Regions from separate parts of the Mus musculus genome. Here region 1 is linked to region 2. Evidence: chromatin contacts called from public Hi-C data. All regions are on one chromosome and are shown on one strand. Each heading gives the region's core, a stretch centred on a gene start, on an enhancer-like site or on the middle of the called end of the contact. The rest is flanking DNA. Distances are from core to core; before and after follow the strand shown.

Evidence for each region. A called contact is a pair of places that touch in the nucleus more often than the background predicts.
Region 1: a Hi-C map of bone marrow-derived macrophages shows a contact between it and region 2, with 15 read pairs. The contact joins two enhancer-like sites. A contact is called at or near these places in 2 of 15 datasets of contacts at CTCF or cohesin (large pre-B cells and pro-B cells), 5 of 484 Hi-C or Micro-C datasets (LSK cells, bone marrow-derived macrophages, cerebral cortex and 2 more), 2 of 115 datasets of contacts at active chromatin or transcription factors (astrocytes and heart atrium) and 1 of 9 other capture datasets (embryonic stem cells).

The regions. Positions count from the first base shown.
Region 1 is chr10:14,206,398-14,210,460 of GRCm38.p6, reverse strand. No RefSeq gene overlaps it. Among named protein-coding and RNA genes, the nearest start is that of Gm51759, 81 kb to the right of the region's middle. Within about 2 kb of position 2,615, at least 130 of the 459 cell types and tissues checked have an H3K27ac peak or open chromatin away from gene starts, as enhancers often do. A contact at or near this core is called in bone marrow-derived macrophages, cerebral cortex and heart atrium, where this site is marked.
Region 2 is chr10:13,685,183-13,689,007 of GRCm38.p6, reverse strand. The region is part of intron 4 of Aig1 (androgen-induced 1); the gene reads left to right. Among named protein-coding and RNA genes, the nearest start is that of Pex3, 130 kb to the right of the region's middle. Within about 2 kb of position 2,172, at least 44 of the 459 cell types and tissues checked have an H3K27ac peak or open chromatin away from gene starts, as enhancers often do. A contact at or near this core is called in bone marrow-derived macrophages, cerebral cortex and heart atrium, where this site is marked.

The DNA.
Region 1 (4,063 bases), core at 1,366-3,865, 520 kb before region 2:
ATTATCCCCACTGTGTGGAAACCATTACCCCAGGGGTACATCCTGAGCCTCAGCGGCCAATGATCCCAGAAAGATAGCAGCTAGAAGCAAAACCACGAACTTGGTTCACAGAGATTTCTTGGTGCACTGTCACTCTCCCTTGTTGCATGTATATCACACCATACTCTGGGTTGTGGAGAGATTTGTCTTCCTTAGCGGTAAGCACTCCGTGATTCACTCTTTACCAAGAACTAAGGAAGAGGAAGTTCAGCAAATCCTCCCCTTTAGGAGTTGGCCCAGGATTATGTAAGTGGGTTGAGAGGAATAGTAGAAACAGATGATTTTAATTCACCTCATCTGTTCAGTACCTGCAGCGCAGATGCGGTGTTTGTGAGCATTGCAGCATCTGTTTCATTATACTGTTACCACATCCCTAGACTCTTTCGGCGCATTAGCCATCTTCAAATTGTCTTTCTGAAACATATGTATGCATTTATATATTCCCTCTGCGATGCCTTATTGAATATGATCAGGCAAAATACACCCATTTCTGTGAAATGGTAGAAGCTACTGCGTGTTTCTTTTTAAAACATCGAAAGACATCCTATAATTTTCTTCAATGGGTCTCCATGCCCTTTCCTTGAAAATGTGTGATGTCATTCATTATCCTTACCATCTCCATTACTTTTATTATGATGAGAGTTTAATGCAGGCGATAGGCATCATCTGTCTAAGGTACATATAGCTCTACATAATCTAGCCCAAAGGGTTCCTTTTTAGCTCTGAAAAGGAAATTGTCGTTTTAGCACATGCTATGTAGAATCTTGTTGAGATGCAGCACAAAGGGAACCCTATTAAATCAGGAACCAGCATGCACACTCTGCAGAGGCCCCTCGGTGGAGGCTCATTGGATGATTTCTGCCCTCTCAGGCCACCTCCCCATCTACAGTGTTCTGTGGGACACTGTAGGACAGCATCAGTGCTTGGTGGGACAGCCGACAATCAGAGCGGTGTCATAATGACCACTGCTATGCTCTGTGGGCTATTCTTGCCTTAACATTTCTTAACTCTTAGAATACTTCCTGGTCCTCTACCTCCTCTGCCTATAAAGAGTGAAAGGGGCCCTCTCATGAGACCACCTATTCCTTCCGTTCCCACCCAGTAGAATAGTATTTACAGTGAGCCTAATTTTTCTTATGCCTTTCCAGACCGGACTACTGGACTTCAGAGAGATAGAGAATGAGCCTATATTTATGGGCTTTTAAAGAATTATTTATTTATTTTATTTTTATGAGTACACTGTAGCTCCCTTCATGCATGCCAGAAGAGGATATCGGATCCCATTACAGATGGTTGTGAGCCACCATGTGGTTGCCGGGAATTGAACTCAAGACCTCTAGAAGAGCAGTCAGTGCCTTTAACCACTGAGCCATCTCTCTAGCCCATCTCCTAAGTCCATGGAGTAATGTTGTTTATTCCACAGTGAAGGGACAAGCATGTGAGTAAATGAATGTAGAGAATTTTAAATAGTGTTTCAGTATATCATTTTAAGAGAGCACTTATTAAATAGTAGAGACTCAATAAGTACTGCATTTTGATAATTCAACGAGTCATATATTTTTGATGAGCCGAAGTCATCTTCCCTGCATCTGGGTAAAGTATTCAGTAACAGACAAGAAGAACTCAGTCTCTGTTTAGATGAAAATAAAATATAGCACTTTGTCCTATATTTTAACCTGAAAATTGTTATTAATTTATCCATAACTTGCTTTGAGAAGTGCACAAATGTTCAGCGATTCCTCTGTATTTGAAAGCTCCAAGAATGACATCAAAGTATATTTTTAACACTGTAACATAGAAAAAGTTGGCTGTCTGCTATGGCCCCTGCTGAGGGTCTCTCTCCTGACTGGGATCAGGAACAAACACTGTCTTTGTGTCATCCAGGTTGACAGGGAGGCTGCAGCGGACTCTCACCTTGTCCGAGACCTCTAGCCAAATGCCTTCCCTGTTTCTTCTCCCTGTGCTCTCTGCAGAGGAGCTAACTTCAAAATTGCATCAGCCGGCTCGGCTCACTGTTATTTCAAAGTGATGCTCACACGTGAGAAAGAAGCCTGTGGCAAGCCTTTCAAAGTACTAAAACTGTGACTCACTGCCAGACAGAAAAAAAAAGTCTTCTTTGCACACACACACACACACACACACACACACACACACACACAAGCCATAACACGCTACTGCTAAAATTAAAATTAATTTTTTTCTCAAAACAGGCCATCCATGGCTACACATCAGTAATAACATTACAACTTAAACCTTAACAAAAAGAGTCTAATTTTCCAGTGGATTCGGGGAAGAACATTAGATAATACTTAATAGCAGGAGCAAAACAGAGATGTTCCCTGAAAAGTGATTTAACTGGGTGATGTCATGGAGTTATGAGGGAAGGGTAGTCTGGCTTTCTTGGCAATGTGAGCTTCAAATGAAGTTTGGAAGTAATTTAAAAAAAAATGTTGTTCCACAAAAATGTATCAGTCATATAATTCAGAAAAGCCGTGACTTTGCACTTAGGAAAGACTGTCTCCTCTCTCTACTTCATCTCCAGAGCTGATTCTGTCACTTAAATAGAAACCACAGGCCTTGCTTGACACATGCTACTCCGACTCTCACTTCCTGTTTCATAACAAACTACTCCCCCTCCCTTCTGGGAGCTTGCAATCTGTCCCAGAAGCCGCAGATGTATGATACAATGAAGCAAAAACTGAGGGAGAGCAATTAGTCTGAGGACTAAAAGAAAAAAAAAAAAAAAACTGTTTCTTTGTCTTCCTTCCATCCGGGTAGTTGCTGAAGATCGGAGAAAGCAAGGAAAGATCAATATGCATCTCCAACATGTCAAAATAGGTTGAAAAATGAAACATTCATTCGGCCTCTCGCTTGTTTATGTTTGTAGTGCATGTTTGGTAGCTGAATTGGTCCCTTTGGATATTGTCAAGTGGGGCTTGAAGGAATAATGAGCAGACACTTATTTTAAAGAGCAAACAGCAGTGTAAGAGGAGAAGCAAAAATAGCAGAGCTGGAGAGTGGGTTCTATGAGGTGGAGTATGACAGAGTCTAACTCGCTTCTCATCCAGCTGAGAGCGCTTCCTAAGGACACCACCCAAAGAGCCATGAAGCTGGAAAGGGCAGGCATTTGCATCCTCAGCCAGAGCTTCTGATTGACAGCCCACTTACCCGAAAGCATCAGGAGGCTTTGGGAAGTGTGCCCACATTCAGCCAAGATCAAGCCTTTTTGGATATAAGCATATATAATGAGGTGCATGAGCAAGGAATCTTAAAGCAAGGTGGTAAGTGGATTCAACATTAACCATACTGTTTATCCACTTTAAACAGAGTCAGAAAGGAAAGTTCATTGAGGGGCTGGGGAGATTGCTTGGTCAGCAAAGTCCTGCTCCTCAGGCGTGAGGATCTGAGTTGCATCCCCAGAATCCAGGGAAAAAAAAGCAGGGTATAGCACACACTTGTAAACACAGTGTTGAGAAGGTCCCTACTGCTCCCTAGGTCAGCTTAGTAAATAACAGGATCCTCGTGAAAGTGAGAGACCAAAGGAGGGTGTCTTAGTCAGGGTTTCTATTCCTGGACAAAACATCATGACCAAGAAGCAAGTTGGGGAGGAAAGGGTTTATTCAGCTTACACTTCCATACTGCTGTTCATCACCAAAGGAAGTCAGGACTGGAACTCAAGCAGGTCAGGAAGCAGGAGCTGATGCAGAGGCCATGGAGGGATGTTCTTTACTGGCTTGCTTCCCCTGGCTTGCTCAGCCTGCTCTCTTATAGAACCAAGAGTACCAGCCCAAAGATGGTCCCACCCACAAGGGACCTTTCCCCCTTGATCACTAATTGAGAAAATACCCCACAGTTGGATCTCATGTAGGCACTTCCCCAACTGAAGCTCCTTTCTCTGTGATAACTCCAGCTGTGTCAAGTTGACGCATAAAACCAGCCAGTATAATTGATCCCTTGTCAACTTGACAAACAAACACATCACTAGTAAGCCTCAACCCTTAGTTCTTATTCATCTCCAAGATCT
Region 2 (3,825 bases), core at 923-3,422:
GAACCATGTTCTTTCTGGTGACTTATCTTCCGCTGTGTATACAATCAGCCCACGTTCCAAAGAGACGCATGGGAAATACCACATAGTCCTCATTATAGACCCCCAAGATCCCTCGTTAAAATGAAGCATTACTCACGCTCTCTGTGCCAAGTGAAGCTTGCCAGCCCCATGGACTCCCTCGGCAAACCAGTACTTGTTTAGACATGCACTTGCATTAACCAGCAAATTCCCTCAGATTTGTTCTGAGAGAGCTTTCAACGTAGACTTTTTTCCTTTGGTGTTCTGCCCTAGGCATTCAGAACTCTGCCAAAAGCTAAACAATGCCCCTCGAGTCAAGTCACATTATACAAATCCAAGGGTTTAATTATTGTCAAAAGGGACTGGCTTTTGCTCCCTTCCAGACTGTCTCGTGGCCTGACATACCAGTGACCCAACAGTGAGAGAGTCAGGAAACGAAGACTTCTGACAGCATACCGGTGTTGTACTCAATCATTCCAGAACTCCATGCCAAGATGGGGAAAACAATTCCTCTTATCGTGTGATAATTATACAATAAATGGGTCTTCTTTCCACTGCTGAGCATGGCAAGTTGACTGTACCTCAGGGCTGCTGGCCAGGCTGTCTGGCTACTCTTGTTGGACTCTGGTTCTCCAGGCTCCTAAGTCTCCTTCCTGTCTCGTTCTATTCTCCTTCTAGATTTGGATAGGGTCATTGAGGACCTTCGTTCACTGTCATCTCTGAGCTTGTTCCCCCCACCCCCAGCTCCATCGGGGTCTTCCCTTGGTCACTCTAGACTCCTCAGACGCATGTATGCCTGCCTGCCGTGGTTCCCTCTTAGTTGCTCCAATACTTGAGACACAAGTATTCTGTCCACTTCTGAGGCGCTCTTAACTCCCTTCCCACACACCCCCCTCCACCACCACCCCCTACACATTTCTCTGTAGCCTTTTCTAAAACGCTGAGCGTGCGCTGGGAGCCCTTGGTCTACAGCAGAATGATGAGTATCATGGATCATGGTACTGCTCCTTGGAGACAGATGCTATGCTGTTACACGCTTTTCAAATGCTCTTTTATTACCTTCAGATCACTCTGCAGTAAGGCAAGCATTTCTTACCCATTTTACAGAGAAGGAATAAAAGCTCACAGAGGATGGATAGCTTGCCTGAGACACACTAATAGCCTATTACCAAAGTGATAGTGCAAGCTCATGTACATGGGCTCAGAGTCCACAGTTAACTATGCCCCTGCTGCCTCCTGTGTCAGTAGTCCTGCGGCTGAATTTATTATGGAAAGTTTTGTTTTTCTATGTATTTTGAAGAAAACATCAAGTGTGGTCAGGTCTGGGGATTAAGACCCTTTCCTGGGTTGGGGCCCCAGCTTCTCCCACTTCACCTTTTTGAGCCCCTGCTTTCTTGGGTTGAAGTTATGGAAAAGGACGGAATGAGTCCGCGGGGGCTGGGAGGACCCCGTGCTTTCCTGCAGAGCCCACAGTCCAAGGCCTCCATCCCAGTAGAAACTCATTTGGTGCAGTCAGGTCTCAGAAGCTCCTCGGCACACAGCAATGAAAGCTCCGATGTTTTCTTCTTCAGGATTTGAGCATTCCAGTTAGGGTGCTGAGTTCTTCCCCTCACTGTGTGACTCACTTCCCTCATTCACACAGTCTGTACTTTAGAAATCAAAAACAACTCTGAGGAACATGAAAATCTGCCATTTATTGTCTCACAGCCCTGATGCTTTAAGACAGATTCCATATTCCGAATCTCATTATCCCAAATGTGTTCATTAAACAACTTCACAACATTAAAAAAAAAAAAAAAAAGTTAACTCAGACGTCAGTGTGATTTCCCTTTTACGATCCAGTCCCAAATGGTTTCAGGTCTGAAGTCTACGTCCCACCGAAGTCAGCCACAGACTCCTGGGATCCTCCTTGTTTTTCTTGTTGCCACCTTTCCGTGTCTTCTCAAGCTCCCGCTGAAATGAAAGCAGGAGCTTTCTCCTTACCTGCATTATCTTCAGACACACTGAAGATTTTTGACAAAAAGATGTACTGTAAAAAATAATCTTCTTAGACATGAGAAAAAATTAGAATGAAGGTGGAAATCTAGATCATATTAAAGTCCCACTCAATAGAATGCCTCCTCACCAGCTGAGTCAACCTTTACTGTCATCATTAGAAGGTTTCATTTCCTCCTGCTCGACCTGAGCCTTTTATTCCCCCCATAGTGGCCTCTCCTGTTGACTTTTATGTCTTTTATAGTACTTTTGGGTTTGGGGGGACTGTTTTGTTACGTTTTTCAGATTTTCCGGTAGTAGAGTCCAGGGTTCAAGCCAAAAGTGTGATACCTTGGCTAGTGAAGAGGTAGCTAAGGACTCCCTTCCCACCGTCAAAGCAGCTCACTCTCCTCCAAGGCCCTCTCCCCAGCTCTCCCAGCCTAGACTGGTAAGGGGCAGTGAGTGCCCTTGCTACTTGACTATGAGTTCTGTGGAGCCTCCTGAGAAGGAGGTACCTCTCCATACTCATAAAGGCAAGCACTGGAGAATCCTTGGTGACTGTTGATGCTGAGGCTGGAATGTGGTCTCAGGACCTTCTGTATGCCTCACAGCTGAGCCGGGAGGGATACAGCAAGTAAGGGAGGGGCAGCCGTGGGACAGGCCACTGTCCTTCCGTTTCTGTCCTGAAATAGATAAGCTGCAGAGGAAACTGCTTTACCAGAGGGAAGTCTGGCACTGAGGTATCTCCATGGCCCAATGACAAGTGAAACTTTGAGACAAGAATTTTCCAAGAGCAAGCAACCGAGTATGTACTGCCATAGTCAGAGGTCACGGGAACTTTGGTTTTTGCCTCCTCTAAAATGGGAACAAACATCTGCCTCTCAGAGTTGTGGAGACTAATGAACTCATAAGAAGAGTCCCTCATGAAAGTCTTTCATCTCTCTAAGCAGGAAAAATAAAAAGAATCCTGCATGTCTGCAGAGTCTCTTTCTCTTTCCCAAACAGCGTTTTTATTTTCATTCTATGTCCTGTTCTCATGGGCCTTGCTCCTCTTTCATGGTGATTGTCTCTCTGAATTCTCTATTGAGAATGTTGAAAGCATTTTTTTTTTTTTCTGAAACGTTCCTATGGTTCACGTATTAAGTTATTTCCAGAGCTCAGCTCTCCCTTGGGAGCCGAGAATGTCATTGCTTTCCCATTATCCCAATCTGCTCATTTTTTTTCACAAGTGCTTTGCCGAAAAAGCATTGTTTTCTTGGATTCTAACAAGAAGCCTGTGTGGACAACTGAGAATTTCCCACCTGACGGTGATTTGCCCCGGGTCCCTCACAGTGTTCACCAGTGTGCGGGTCACATGAGTTCCTTAGCTCTGCACGTGAACTAAGAAGGCCTGAGCATACTGTCCATGCCAATCCCCAGTACTGATTGTTCAGTTCCATCCTCTCCCACCCAAAAGGGCTGGTTCTCAGTTGCTCTCCGTGTCCCTGGAGAGCTAAGAATTAGAGGCGCTGTTGACCTTGCCTGCTCACAGATAACTTTCCCTGTGAGCCTTCCTCAGCCTCTCAGCTCCCTCCAACCATCCTGTCACTAAGGTTGCTTTCCCCTTGGCTTTCGGAATCACTGACTGAGTGGATGCTGCCGTCTCTTTGATGCAACCTGCATCTCTGTCTACCCCTCTCCCTCATTCCCCTTATGCCTTTCACCTTTTATTTCAGGACAAGGAAGGGATCTAACTGGCCACCTCTGCAAACATTTTTTTTAGTGCCCATTTTCTCCTCCCCGGCAGGGAGTCTCCAAACCTGTGCTCAGCACATACCCCCTCCACCCAAACTA